Linked DNA regions of Ovis aries: region 1 is linked to region 2. The links are chromatin contacts, called in public Hi-C maps. All regions are on one chromosome and are shown on one strand. Each heading gives the region's core, a stretch centred on a gene start, on an enhancer-like site or on the middle of the called end of the contact. The rest is flanking DNA. Distances are from core to core; before and after follow the strand shown.

The links. A called contact is a pair of places that touch in the nucleus more often than the background predicts.
Region 1: a contact with region 2 is called in a Hi-C map of hypothalamus, with 2.0 times the contacts expected there. The contact joins the promoter of TMCO3 here to the promoter of PCID2 in region 2. A contact is called at or near these places in 2 of 16 Hi-C or Micro-C datasets (hypothalamus and muscle).

Annotation. Positions count from the first base shown.
Region 1 is chr10:86,017,046-86,023,396 of ARS-UI_Ramb_v3.0, reverse strand. It overlaps TMCO3 (transmembrane and coiled-coil domains 3), which reads right to left and starts at 3,661. Exons shown (of 12, transcript XM_060394241.1): 1 at 3,461-3,661; 2 at 1,547-1,626.
Region 2 is chr10:85,881,118-85,887,027 of ARS-UI_Ramb_v3.0, reverse strand. It overlaps PCID2 (PCI domain containing 2), which reads left to right and starts at 3,491. Exons shown (of 14, transcript XM_015098276.4): 1 at 3,491-3,549; 2 at 5,733-5,822. The coding sequence starts at 3,514. It overlaps CUL4A (cullin 4A), which reads right to left and starts at 3,410. Exons shown (of 19, transcript XM_027973819.3): 1 at 2,856-3,410; 2 at 2,279-2,394. The coding sequence starts at 3,009.

The DNA.
Region 1 (6,351 bases), core at 2,412-4,911, 140 kb before region 2:
CCGAGTTTCCCGTGCAGGCTCAGCACAGCTTTAAGTAAATGTTACCACCTTGAACAAACCAACCACTGGCCAATCACAGCGACACCAGCAATATGTGCTCACCTGTTATTTTACGGACTCACGCGCTAAGATTCTACTGCTTCGAGGGAAAGAAATCAAGCTCAACTTCAAATGTACACACATTTAGTATTTTTCAGAACCGAGACACAGATTTCAGACGCTGAGCTAATGGCACAGGTCTAGACACACACGTTTTCTCCAAAAGATCACAGAAAGTGAATCTTTTATAGATTCCAAACTTTAGGAAAATAAGCTGCTGCACAGCCAGTTTGGGAGCAACGCCCTTTGTCCATTATGATGGCTCCTCCCTGACAAGGCCCTGCAGTCGGTTCTCCCTCCCCCGACACACCCGGGGGCTCAGTCACTTTATGGGAAATCTGTGAATTTCAGTCGTAGCCGTATGTCCACTGAGAAGAGCGTCTATCTTTTGACAGGTGTCTATGAACATGAAGCTGAAATTACTTATAGACCCTTAAAATGTGAACCAGGACTGATAGATACTCTGTGCTCCCAGGGAAAAGGGCCCAGGTTCAATCCCTGATCAGGGAACTGGACCCCACAGGCCACAGCTAAAGGTCTCACAGGCTGCAACAAAGGCTGAAGATCCCTCAAGCCACAGAGAAGACCCACCACGATCAAATAAATATTTTTTTAAAATAGGAATCACTCCTTCATAAACTTCTCATTTTACTTTAAAATTCAACTACCAAATCCTATGGACTACTAAACTGTACCATGTTTTCTCTTCAGTAAATGGTGTTATTTTGTCAAATCTATCAGTCCTGGTTCACATTCTAAGGGCCTATGAGTAATTTCAGCTTCATGTTCATAGACACCTGTCAAGAGATAGACGCTCTTCTCAGTGGACATACGGCTACGACTGAAATTCTCAGATTTCTCATTAAAGTGACTGAGCCCCCGGGTGTGTCGGGGGAGGGAGAACCGACTGCAGGGCCTTGTCAGGGAGGAGCCGTCCTAATGGACAAAGGGTGTTACTCCCAAACTGGCTGTGCAGCAGCTTATTTTCCTGAAGTTTGGAATCTATAAAAGATTCACTTTCTGTGATCTTTTGGAGAAAACGTGTGTGTCTAGACCTGTGCCATTAACTCAGCGTCTGAAATCTGTGTCTCGGTTCTGAAAAGTACTAAATGTGTGTACATTTGAAGTTGAGCTTGATTTCTGTCCCTCGAAACAATAAATGGCATATATTTTCCTTTTTAAAAAATTCTATTTACTTATTTGGCTGTCCCAGGTCTTAGTTGCAGCATGCGGGATCTAATTCATTGACCAAGGATGGAAGATGGGTCCCCAGCATTGGGAGCCTGGAGTCTTAGCCATTGGACCACCAGGGAGGTCCCTGTTATTGCTATTTTTAACTATTAAAAAAAGGCACTTTGGACTTGTTTTGGTCTTATAATGAATTCTTAAAATGTCCACACCCAGCTGAACCCCTGGCCCTAAGTTGGGGGGGGCGGGGGGGCCTGACCTGGCACCAGAGCTCCAGGCAAGAATTCCAGAGCTAGCCTCCAGGGTCCAGCGGGATCAGGGTTAGCAGGTGCAAAGCCTCTGGAAAAAAGAAAGCAGGAGGGTTATTTGCAGTGGACGGTCTGACGTGAGCATTTTGGCCAGATTCCACCAGAGCTTCCAGGCACAAACCAGCAACAAAGAAGGAGGCAAAGACACCTGGGGTGGAAGCAACCTAACTCAACGTGGCTTGCAGAGCATTTGTGCTCCCTCTCGGCCACTGAACTCACGCAGGGTGATAGCCTAGTGGCTGCACTGTTTCCATCAGTCACACTTTTACAAACAGGCAGACTCATTCATGGAGAAGGCGATGGCACCCCACTCCAGTGCTCTTGCCTGGAAAATCCCATGGACGGAGGAGCCTGGTGGGCTGCAGTCCATGGGGTCGCGAAGAGTCGGACACGACTGAGCGACTTCCCTTTCCCTTACCTGAAAAGCCTGTTTTACACTTTAACAAGTTAGGTGATGTAAATTCTATTTGTTAAAAGGTAAAGCACTTATAATCCTGTAAATACAACTTATGGTTCATTTCTAATCACTAAAGAACTGGAAAATGAATTTAAAAAGCAAAACAGGGAGGACAGAAAATTCTTATGGACAATAACAAATGTTAAAATATGTAATGCTAATTAAACTGTACAAAACCCAGTGTTCTGGGCAGGTGCCAATCCAGTTACTGGCACCTGTCCCGTGACTCGCAGCCGCCTTCGACATCCCCTCCTCGGAGTAGCTCCCCGAAGGCGGGCTGGGGGCTGTCCCTGAGCCACACATTGACTGGGGGCCATGCTGTGCCTCCTTCTCAAGGGACCCGGAGGCCGCGTGACCCCTGGACAAACACGTGTGAGCTCCCAGGTGAGGTCCCGCAGGAAGGGGCGGGGCGGGGCGGCTCCTCGCACGCCTGAGCCCAGGATCTGGCTGGGGTATGGGGGAGAGGGGGGAGGGGGGTGTGGACAGCCCAACCCCGCTACGTCCACAGCCCCCGCCCGCGCTCCCATCGCGCCCTCCCCGTCCCGCATCCGCCCTGCATCCTCTGCCAGGTGCGCGGGCCTCGAAAAGGCGCTCAGGTGCAGCACCGTCCTCAGCACAAAGCCTGGGGGGTGGAACCCCGAGAGCGGACAGAGTGCCCTGGGGAGGAAGCGGAGAGAACAGAGGCCCTGGGAGGGAGGAGCAGACCACCCCCCGCAGGGAGGAAGGAGCCCAGACCCCCGGTGGGTGAGCCCAGACCCCGGGGAGGGGAGCCCAGACCCCGGGGAGAGAGGAGCCCAGACCCCAGACCCCAGGCCCCCGGGAGGGGGAGCCCAGACCCCCAGAGAGGGGAGGAGCCCAGACCCCCGGGAGGGAGGAGCCCAGACCCCAGACCCCGGGGAGAGAGGAGCCCAGAGCCCAGACCCCCGCGGAGAAAGGAGCCCAGACCCCCGGGAGGAGAGGCGCCCAGACCCCCGGGAGGGGGAGCCCAGACCCCCGGTGGGTGAGCCCAGACCCCGGGGAGAGGGGAGCCCAGACCCTGGGGAGAGAGAAGCTCAGACCCCCGGTGGGTGAGCCCAGACCCCCGGGAGAGAAGAGCCCAGACCCCAGACCCCAGACCCCCGGGAGGGGGAGCCCAGACCCCCGGGGAGGGGAGGAGCCCAGGCCCCGGGGAGGGGAGCCCAGACCCCGGGGAGAGAGGAGCCCAGACCCCCGGTGGGTGAGCCCAGACCCCGGGGAGAGAGGAGCCCAGACCCCAGAGCCCAGGCCCCGGGGGAGAGGAGCCCAGACCCCGGGGAGAGAGAAGCTCAGACCCCCGGGGGAGGGGAGCCCAGACCCCCGGGCAGGGAGGGGAAGGGAGCCGTGAGGGCCGCACTAGAGGGCCCGGCCCCGGACGCCGCGCAGCGCTCACCCGGACGTTCCGGCCGCGGCGCGTCCTGGGTCCGGCTCTCCGGAGGGGAGGACAGGGAGGCGACTTCTCCGCATCCCTTCCCAGGCGGCAGGGCCGCCCCCGGGGCGGGGCCCAGGTCAGGCGCCCGGAGGGCCCGCTCTGCCCGCCGTCTCCCGAACGCGCTCCGCGCCGACGCGGCCGAGAGGGCGTCGCGGCTCCTTTAAGGAGGTGGGGCGCGGTGTCCCCGGCCCGGGGCGGGGCGGCGCGCTGCACGCCGGGAGTCGGAGGCCGAGCGCGGCCTGGATCCCGGCGGCCCCCGGGCGGCGCGGGGCACGCCGGGAGTCGGGGTCCTGCGTCCCCGGGCGTCGTCCGGGCTGCGGCCGGGGCGGGGGCGGCGCGGGCGGCGAGGCGGGCGCGAGCCGGGGCGCATGCGCGGCGAGGGAGGTGGCGCGCGGGCCGCCGGCGGGGGCAGGGCCGGGTCGGAGACCGGCGGCGGGGCCCGGGGCGGGGGAGCGACGGAGGGGCTTCCGGAGCCTTCGGGCTGCGCGCTGCGGCGGCGCGGCGGCGGGGGCTTCCGTGTGCGGCCAGCGGGGTCCCGGGCCGACGAGACAGACGCGGGCCCGCGAGCTGGGGCCGAGGCCCGGCGGAGCGGCCGGCGCGGGCGCGGGGCCCCAGCCCCTTCTGCGCGGCCGGGGGCCGGGGGCGGCGTCAGACGCTGGGCCGGGGGACGCTCAGCCGCGGCTCCTCGGTGCGAGCCGGGCGTCCAGAGGTGCGGCGGGCGCAGGCCGCGGCGCCCGCAGGAGTCGGAAGGCGGCCGGGGAGAGGGCGCAGCCGGCCGCGCTGCGGCAGCCTTCCCTCCGGGCAGCGGGATCCTGGGAGAGGGCTCCGGGCGGGCGAGGGGGTCCAGGCGGCGGGTGCAGGGGCGGCGGCGGCCTGAGCACACACCCTGCCGGTGGGGAGAGCCGCCGCGGAGGAGGAGATGGAGAAAGTCCGGTCAGCGCCGGGAGGGCTCCGGCAGGTCCGGAAAGCAGAGACCGCGCCCCGGCTCCCCAAGGGAAGGGGCTGCGTGGGCAGGCGCCTGGCCTTCTGAACAGGTTGCAGAGGCGGGAGAGTGAAGGGGGCACTTGGGTCTGACTCCTTGGCCCCCTCCCCCGCCGCCGCCGCCACCACCACCTGCTGAGCCCAGAACCATCAGGGTGACTCAGCCTACACCCTTAACTGGGTCAGCCCCTTGGAAGCGACCCTAAGAGATTGTGTTGTATTCGGTGTCTCTGGAAGGGCACTTTACGGGCGTATCTTCGTTCGATATGTGGTCAGTCTTGGTGCCCACATCGCAGAAGTGGCTCTTCACAAGGTCACAGTGAAGAGGCTTGAGACCTTTGCCAAAGGTTAGAGAATTTATCTGATGTTTCTCCTAGATTATCCACATTTTTAATAAAAATTTTGGACATTTTAGGAGGATAAGACAATGAAATGTAGGGAAAGCCCACCCACTTCCCTTAAAAGCCGTGGATAATAATTTAATGTCCTTGGCATGGTGAGCCTTAGTGAAGTCCATCAGAGCTTGAAATGTAGGCCGTGGTCCTGTGGATTTACGGACCTTTATTAATTTATCTTTTAGGCATGACCTCCAAATGGCCCAGCTCCTGCTGCTCCAGAGCTGAAGAAGGTGGTGAGATCAACTGTCCCCTCTGGACTTTGTTTGGCAGCTGAGAAGCTCAGAGCCTAATTTTCAGCTTTCAGCTCTTATATATGGTATGCGTGTCTGTGTCTTATCTCTGGCTTTTTTTGTCTTTTTTCCTCCTAACTTCATCGACATCTTGTTTTCCAACTACATGTTTTCGTAAGTTACAGCTTATTCTATGTGCTTCTGTGAACTATGTCATCTTTTTTTGAACAAAACAGTATAAATCCTTTTAAAAGTAAAATTTTCCCCTTTGTCATATTATTGTTTTTTATAAAGTATTAGCGTCCAGTAGATGGGTCTGGTTTTGCTTTGGGGGGACAGTTTGTCCACACCACGCAGCATGTGGGATCTTAGTTCCCCAACCAGAGATCAGACGTGTGCCCCCTGCAGTGGAAGCGTGGTGTCTGGATCGCTGGACTGTCAGGGAAGGCCCTAGCGTCTGTTTTGATTTACAGCCTTGGTGAATCACTGTCATTTCTGCTGTCGTTTTCATCAGGTTACCTTCAATAAATAAAACCTTAACCATTCCGGTGTCTGGAAGCATCAGAAGACTGTTTGGTTTCATCATATACTATATATAGTGCGGTTACGGGGCAGTGTTGTTATTTACTACCCACCCACAGCCTCTGCCCTATTTTTCCATTTTATTTCTGTCTCATGTACATGAACTTCTCATTATTAGTATCTTTGCGTAATCATCACGGGCTTTTTGTGCCTGCTTTTGAAGCTTTTATAAGTTACTTTTCACACAATTTTGTGTGTGTGTGTTTTCATCAGTGTTCTGCTAATTTTAGACAGAGGAAGGCTTAAAACAATGATGTTTCTAAATCTCAAGGGCCTTCTTCTGGTCATTAGGGCCTGAGATTAGTTGAACCTGAGGAGGACCCACCGGGGGCTGTGGTGCTGTGGTCAGACCTCGGGTTACCCTCTGGCCTCACTTCATCAGATGGCACATGTGTGTTATAAAGGGGGATTTCACTGAGACTCAGAGGGAAAAAGGCAGCATCCTACTTCATGCGAAGGGAACCAGATAAAGATCAAAATGTATCTTGCATGGACTACTGATATTTCTAATTTGGGGAGTTTAAACTTTCCGTATTTGTTACTATATAGATGCCGTCATTTGAATTTTCAGAAGGCTGTCCAGTGTTTTTATCCGATGGGCAACAAAGCTTTGTATTTCTGTGGTTCTGAAGTGCAGTCCGGTCACTGAGGAGAAGTTAAG
Region 2 (5,910 bases), core at 2,242-4,741:
CTTTTATAACACTACAGAAATATGAACTGCTCTTAGGGATAAATCTCACAAGCCCTGTGCGACGGGGCTAGAACACGCTGCTGAGGCCTGACTGAGCAAGTGCCGTCCTTCGTGATCAGCTGGCCCAGTCTTGCTGAGATGTAACTCTCCCCACGCGCATCTAGAATCCGACAGAATCCCACCCAACATCCTAGAACGCTCTTCTGAGAAACTGGCAGATTCTAAAATTCATACAGAAATACAATGGACCTAGAAGAGCCAAAACAAGTTTATCCAAAAAAGGATAAAGCTGGAGGGTCAGTGCTCCAGACTTTGAGGCTTCAGGCTCTCATCCGGACAGCACTTTCTGATGAAGGGACAGAGCAGCTCGCTGCGAGAAGCTCAGACGCCTTGCCACGCAGCACTGAGCCAAGAAGATATCCACAGGGAGGACAATGAGCCTGGATTTACACCTCACAAGAGATACAACAACTCACCTGCAAACAGATAATACACCTAAATGTGAGACTACAACCCTAAAATGCCCACAAGGAAATGAAAGAGAGAATCCATACCACCTTAGGTGAGGCAAAGACTTCTCAGACAGACACTACAAGCACGATCCATAAAGACCAAACTGATACAGACTTCATCAGAATTCAAAACTTTTGCTCTCCGAAAGCCATAGTTAACAGACTCAAAAGGCAAGCTGTAAACTGGGAGAGCACAAGCGCCAGGCAAATTTCTGGAATAAGACACGTGCCCAGAAGACATAATGGCCCCAAACACGTGACGGTAAGAAGATAAGCAAGACCACAAGAGATGAGCAGAAGACGCGAGCACACGCTTCAGTAAAGCAGGCATCAGGAACGGCGATGGGCACAGGAAAAGACACTTACTATCATCAGGGGGCTGCAGATTAGAACCAAGGTGAAATTCTACCACATACCAAACTAGACCAGCACAAGGTAAAGACTGACGCTACCAGACACTGGCACAGACACGGAGCATCTGAGTCTCCCACACGCCACTGGCAGAGACAAAAAATCATGACACCACTTTGAAAAGCTATGAAATGTCTTATGAAACCCAGACATCCATTAACGCACGATAAGCAACCATGGTGCCCAGAGTACTCGGCAACAAAGAAACCAGTTACTGTCAGAAGGCCCACACGCAGTGCAGAAGCGTTACCCTAAGTGAAAGGAGCCAGGTACGAGAGACCGCGAGAGGCACGGTTCCATTTAGATGAGGTTCTAGAAACGGCAGAATGTACCAACAGACAGCAAGTCAGTGATTGCCAAGGGCTGGGAGTGAGGAGGGATGGCTGGCCGCACAGGGGCCTCTGGGCACTGTCTGTGGTGACAGAATGTTCTGCAAGTGGACACGTCTGATAAAACTTACTCAAGGACACATTCCATAGCTTAATTAAGTGGTTAAAACACACAACAGACTTAAACTTAAGACAAAGAAGGCACATATGTTCACATATGTTCACTGTCAACAGCAGTCTTCTTTGGGTGATAGGAATATCAGGGATTTTCATTTCCTTCCATGTACTTTCTGCAGTTTCCATAATTTTTATAATGTAATTGCTCATGTAAACATGAAAAGGTTTTGCTTATTTTTTACAAGTATCCAACTGTAAACTTTTCATGTTGCACTGGGGTAAAGCCAATTAATGACGCTGCTGAACTTTCAGGTGAACAGCAAAGGGACTCAGCCACACACATACATGTACCCATCCTCCCCCAAACCCTCCTAGAGAAAAAAACTTGAACTCAAGCCTCTTAATAGAGAAGCTAGATATTAACAGAAATGCTATTCTATCGCCTAAAGCGTAGGTAAGAGTTTCACACACAACATAATGGATGATAATCTGCTGCATATTTGGAAAATGTCCTATGGCTCTTGGAAACACGTTTCTCTCCTATAAATGGGTTAAATTTAAGTACCTTTCAACAGCTTAAGCCTGAAAATGAAATGAAAATCCCACAACCACCAAAACCAGAAAACAGTCCTTGACTTGGGACAGGATGCCACAGAGCTCCTGCTGTTTCTGGTGGAGGCAGATACTTGGACTCTATTCCCTCTTCTACTGTCTCTGAAACAACACTGGGGACCACAGAATCCACGGCTGCGTCACGTTTCACCGGAGCTGGATTACGGTGCAATTTAGACAACTATAAAAAAGTCAGGTAAGCGGAAAGCAGGATGCCAGCACCCTAAGGGAAGGGAAGGCTTCCATCTCAGCGAGCCTGCTATGGAGCTCTGCTCCTGGCCGCCTGTGGACGCTTACCTGATAGAGCTCTTCCAGGTTGTAGCGGATGGAGGTGCTACTCTGTATGGCTTTCACCGCTTCATGAAGCTTCTGCCAGGTGTCCTGAGTGTAGTTATCAGGCAATTTAGGTCTGTCTGTAAGTGCAGACACAGTCAGTAGGTAACGGCACCCATGCCAACAATCACACGTCTTTAAAAAACCACTCTACGAAAAAAGTACTTCAAAGACACACAGCTAAGGAACGCGGGCCATTGTTTTCCCCGTACAAGGTGCCATGTTTATAAATCCCTCGGGTTACAGACTCTGCAGCCGTTCCGCCTTCGTTTCACTAAGCAAACACGTCGAAGACGGTCGCTGTGAGCGCGAGGGGAAGGCATAAAAATCTCAGTGCTCTTTCACTCAACGAGCGGACTTCCCAAGCGGGAGGCCGCGGAAGAGTTACCCTCCCCTCCGCGCTGCGAGCTGCCCGAAGCCGCCCCCGGCGGGGAGGCCGCCCGCCCGAGCGCCCGCCCGGGGCCGCGCCGCCGCAGGGGGGACCGCGCCGCCCGCCCAGCGCTCGGGCCCCGCGGCGCCCGCCCGGCCGGCCCGCACCCACCTCGGAAGTTCTTGATCACGAGCTTCCTGGAGCCGCCGGCGCCGCCGGGCTTGGCGGTGGCGGCGGCCGCGGCGAGGGACGCGGGCTTGGTGAGGCCGTTCGTGTGCCCGACGAGCGCCGAGAAGCTGCCCTTCCGGGGGCCCTCGTCCGCCATGGCGGCGCCCGCCCCGGCCCGGCCCGGCCTCCCGCCGCCGCCTCCCCGGCCCAACCGCCGCCCGGCTCGCGCGCTCTGCCCGCGCGGCCCGGCCCGCGACCGAACGCCCCGGCGCGGCCCGTGAGGAGCCCGCGAGGAGCCCGTGAGGAGCCCGCGAGGAGCCCGCGCGGCCCGTGAGGAGCCCGTGAGGAGCCCGCGAGGAGCCCGCGAGGAGCCCGCGCGGCCCGGCCCGTGAGGAGCCCGTGAGGAGCCCGCAGCCGCCGAGGGGGCGGCGGGCCCGGGCTCCGCGGCGCCGAGGGGGCGGTCGCGCGAGCGGGGAGGGCAGTCGCAGCGCAGCCCCCGGCGGTCCTCAGCCCGGGCGCGCCGCCATGCCGGCCCGGGGCTCGCGCTGCGGCGCACACACCGCCTCCGGAACCAACGCGCGCGGAAGGCGGGGCCGGGGGCGCGGGGTCGGGGCCGGACCGCGGCCCGGAAGTGACGCGCGGCGGCGGCGCGGGCGCGGCCATGGCGCACATCACCATCAACCAGTACCTGCAGCAGGTGGGGTTCCCGGTCTGCGGCCCGCGCCGGGCGGAGGGGTGGCCGGGCGGAGGGGTGGCCGCGCGGAGGGACTCTTTTCGCCGGCTGCGCCCGCGCCGCCGGCCGCCGGGCGGCAGGCAGACCCGACGTGGGTCCCGGGGGCCGGCCGCGCCCTCGGGGTAGGGGCGGTGGGAGCTGGGGACGCGGAGAGCCGGGGCCCGCCTGCGAGCGGGCCGCGCCCCGCGGGCTTGCGTCTCTCGGGGCTGTGTCCACACAGCCTGTAGACGCAGGAGCACAGCGCGAACACAGCCATCGACGGATCGAAAGCCGACAGTCTTTGCTGGAAGCAGGGCTTCCCTGATAGCTCAGACGGTAAAGAATGCGCGTGCGGTGCAGGAGACTCAGGTTCGATCCCTGTGTGGGGAAGATCCCCTGGAGGAGGGCATGGCAGCCCACTCCAGTATCTGGCCTGGAGAATCCCATGGACGGAGGAGCCTGGCTGGCTACTGCCCATAGGGTCCCAAAGACTCAGACACGACTGAGCGGCTAAGCACAGCGTGGCATAAACACTGTAAGGGCCTCCCTGGTGCCCCAGACAGTAAAGAGTCCGCCTGCAACGCAGGAGACCCAGGTTTGATCCCTGGTTCGGGGAGATCACCTGGAGAAGGGAATGGCAGCCCACTCCAGTATTCCTGCTTGGAGAATCTCATGGACAGAGGGATCTGGCAGGCTACAGTCCATGGGGCCGCCAAAACTGGGACACGGCTGAACGACGAACACAGTCTTTCCTCTGGGCTGTGCTCATTCGCAGGGCTAGAACCCTGGTGACAGGATTAAGGAAAGGGAGGGGCGGCACATGGCCTTTAAAAAATATCTGAAGACTGCCAGGACTTAGTGTGGTTCCGGCTCCGGGAGGAATCAGGATTCATTCCCAGGTTTCTAGCTTTACAGTAGATGAGCAGAACCGATTTGGAAGTAAAAATAAATTGTTCTGGACGTGTTGTGTTGGAGGTGTCTGTTGACAACCAGGCAAAGATATCTAGTTGGCAGCTGAATATAGTATAACAAGCTTGGAACCATTAACGTAATGGTTAATGGTTCATTGAGAAAACTGGTTCAAACGAGAATCATGAAAATACAAATACATGCTTTTGTTTTAACTTAAAGCTTGCAAATATAATACATTCGTTTGCGGTCTTCTGGTTGATGCCTAAGACTTTTTCTTTAAGGATATGTCTACTTTGGCCTTATCTTTGCAGTTAACATTTTTCAATATCAGTTTTTATATAAAGTTGAATAAGAACACAGACATTGGAAAACCAATGTGGATATAGAATCTCTCTAGAAGTTTGTACTTTTTTATATCTTTTGTATATAAATGTTGTGTTTTCTGTACATTTTTATATTTCTCACAATTTTCTTGCCCACACTGAGCTGCAGAGTTAGGGGAGGTAGCTTGCCACCATCACTGTTTTCCTAGGAGGTCGAGCCATTACAAACCCCATTTCACGGAGCAGCTTAGGTGACTCTCTAGGGTCACTGTACAAGTAGGTGACACATTCACACCAGGAATCCTGGCCCCAGAGTCCGTGCTCCGACACCAGGCTCACTGTCTCTGTCAGCCCAGGTTTCGCCCACCTCCTGTCTCCATCAGAACCTGCTGCGTCTTGGATCTCAGGGGCCCTGACGGCTTGGGCTTAACTCACGGCTCTGCAGCCTCCTTGGCCAGGGCCACCTGTGGACAGTCCGTGTGTCTTGCATTTCCCGTGGCCTCTGATAACTTCCGTCGGCTTTTGGGTCTGGGGTTTGATTTCACCTTCGTAAGCTCGTGAGATCTCCGGTTAGTTTCTTGGATGCTGGCATTTTGGACATATGTGATCTTCAAGCTTGTTTTTCTTTTTTGTAAGCTATGTGAGTGGATCTTCAAATGTTTATTAGTGTGAGTAAGCTGGAATAACTAACCCTCCTTAATAAGCAGATAATGAACTACTGGGTGATTCCACTTTTTCATTGTTTTAGCAGTGCGTCACCTGTTTGCCTGATCTCATTTTGAAGCGCAGTGATTGTCTGCTCACTGTGGAGGGTGCTGGTTACGCCTCCACGCTCTCAAAGCAGGGAAAGCGCTGCAGCGTGTTGCCTTGGTTCTTTTGGGGTTAAGTGTGTTACTTTCCACGTAACAGCCCTTTTCTCTCCAAATGCTTCAGGTCTGTGAAGCAATTGACACCAGAGATGGGGCGTCCCTTGCAGAGCTGGTGTCTTTCAAGCATCCTCATGTTGCCAACCCGCGGCTTCAGGTAGGTGTGGGGGCCACACACACACGTGTCTGAGAGGGTCACTGGGTCACCACCTTCCTAAGTTTAGGGTGTGAGTGGGAAGAATACT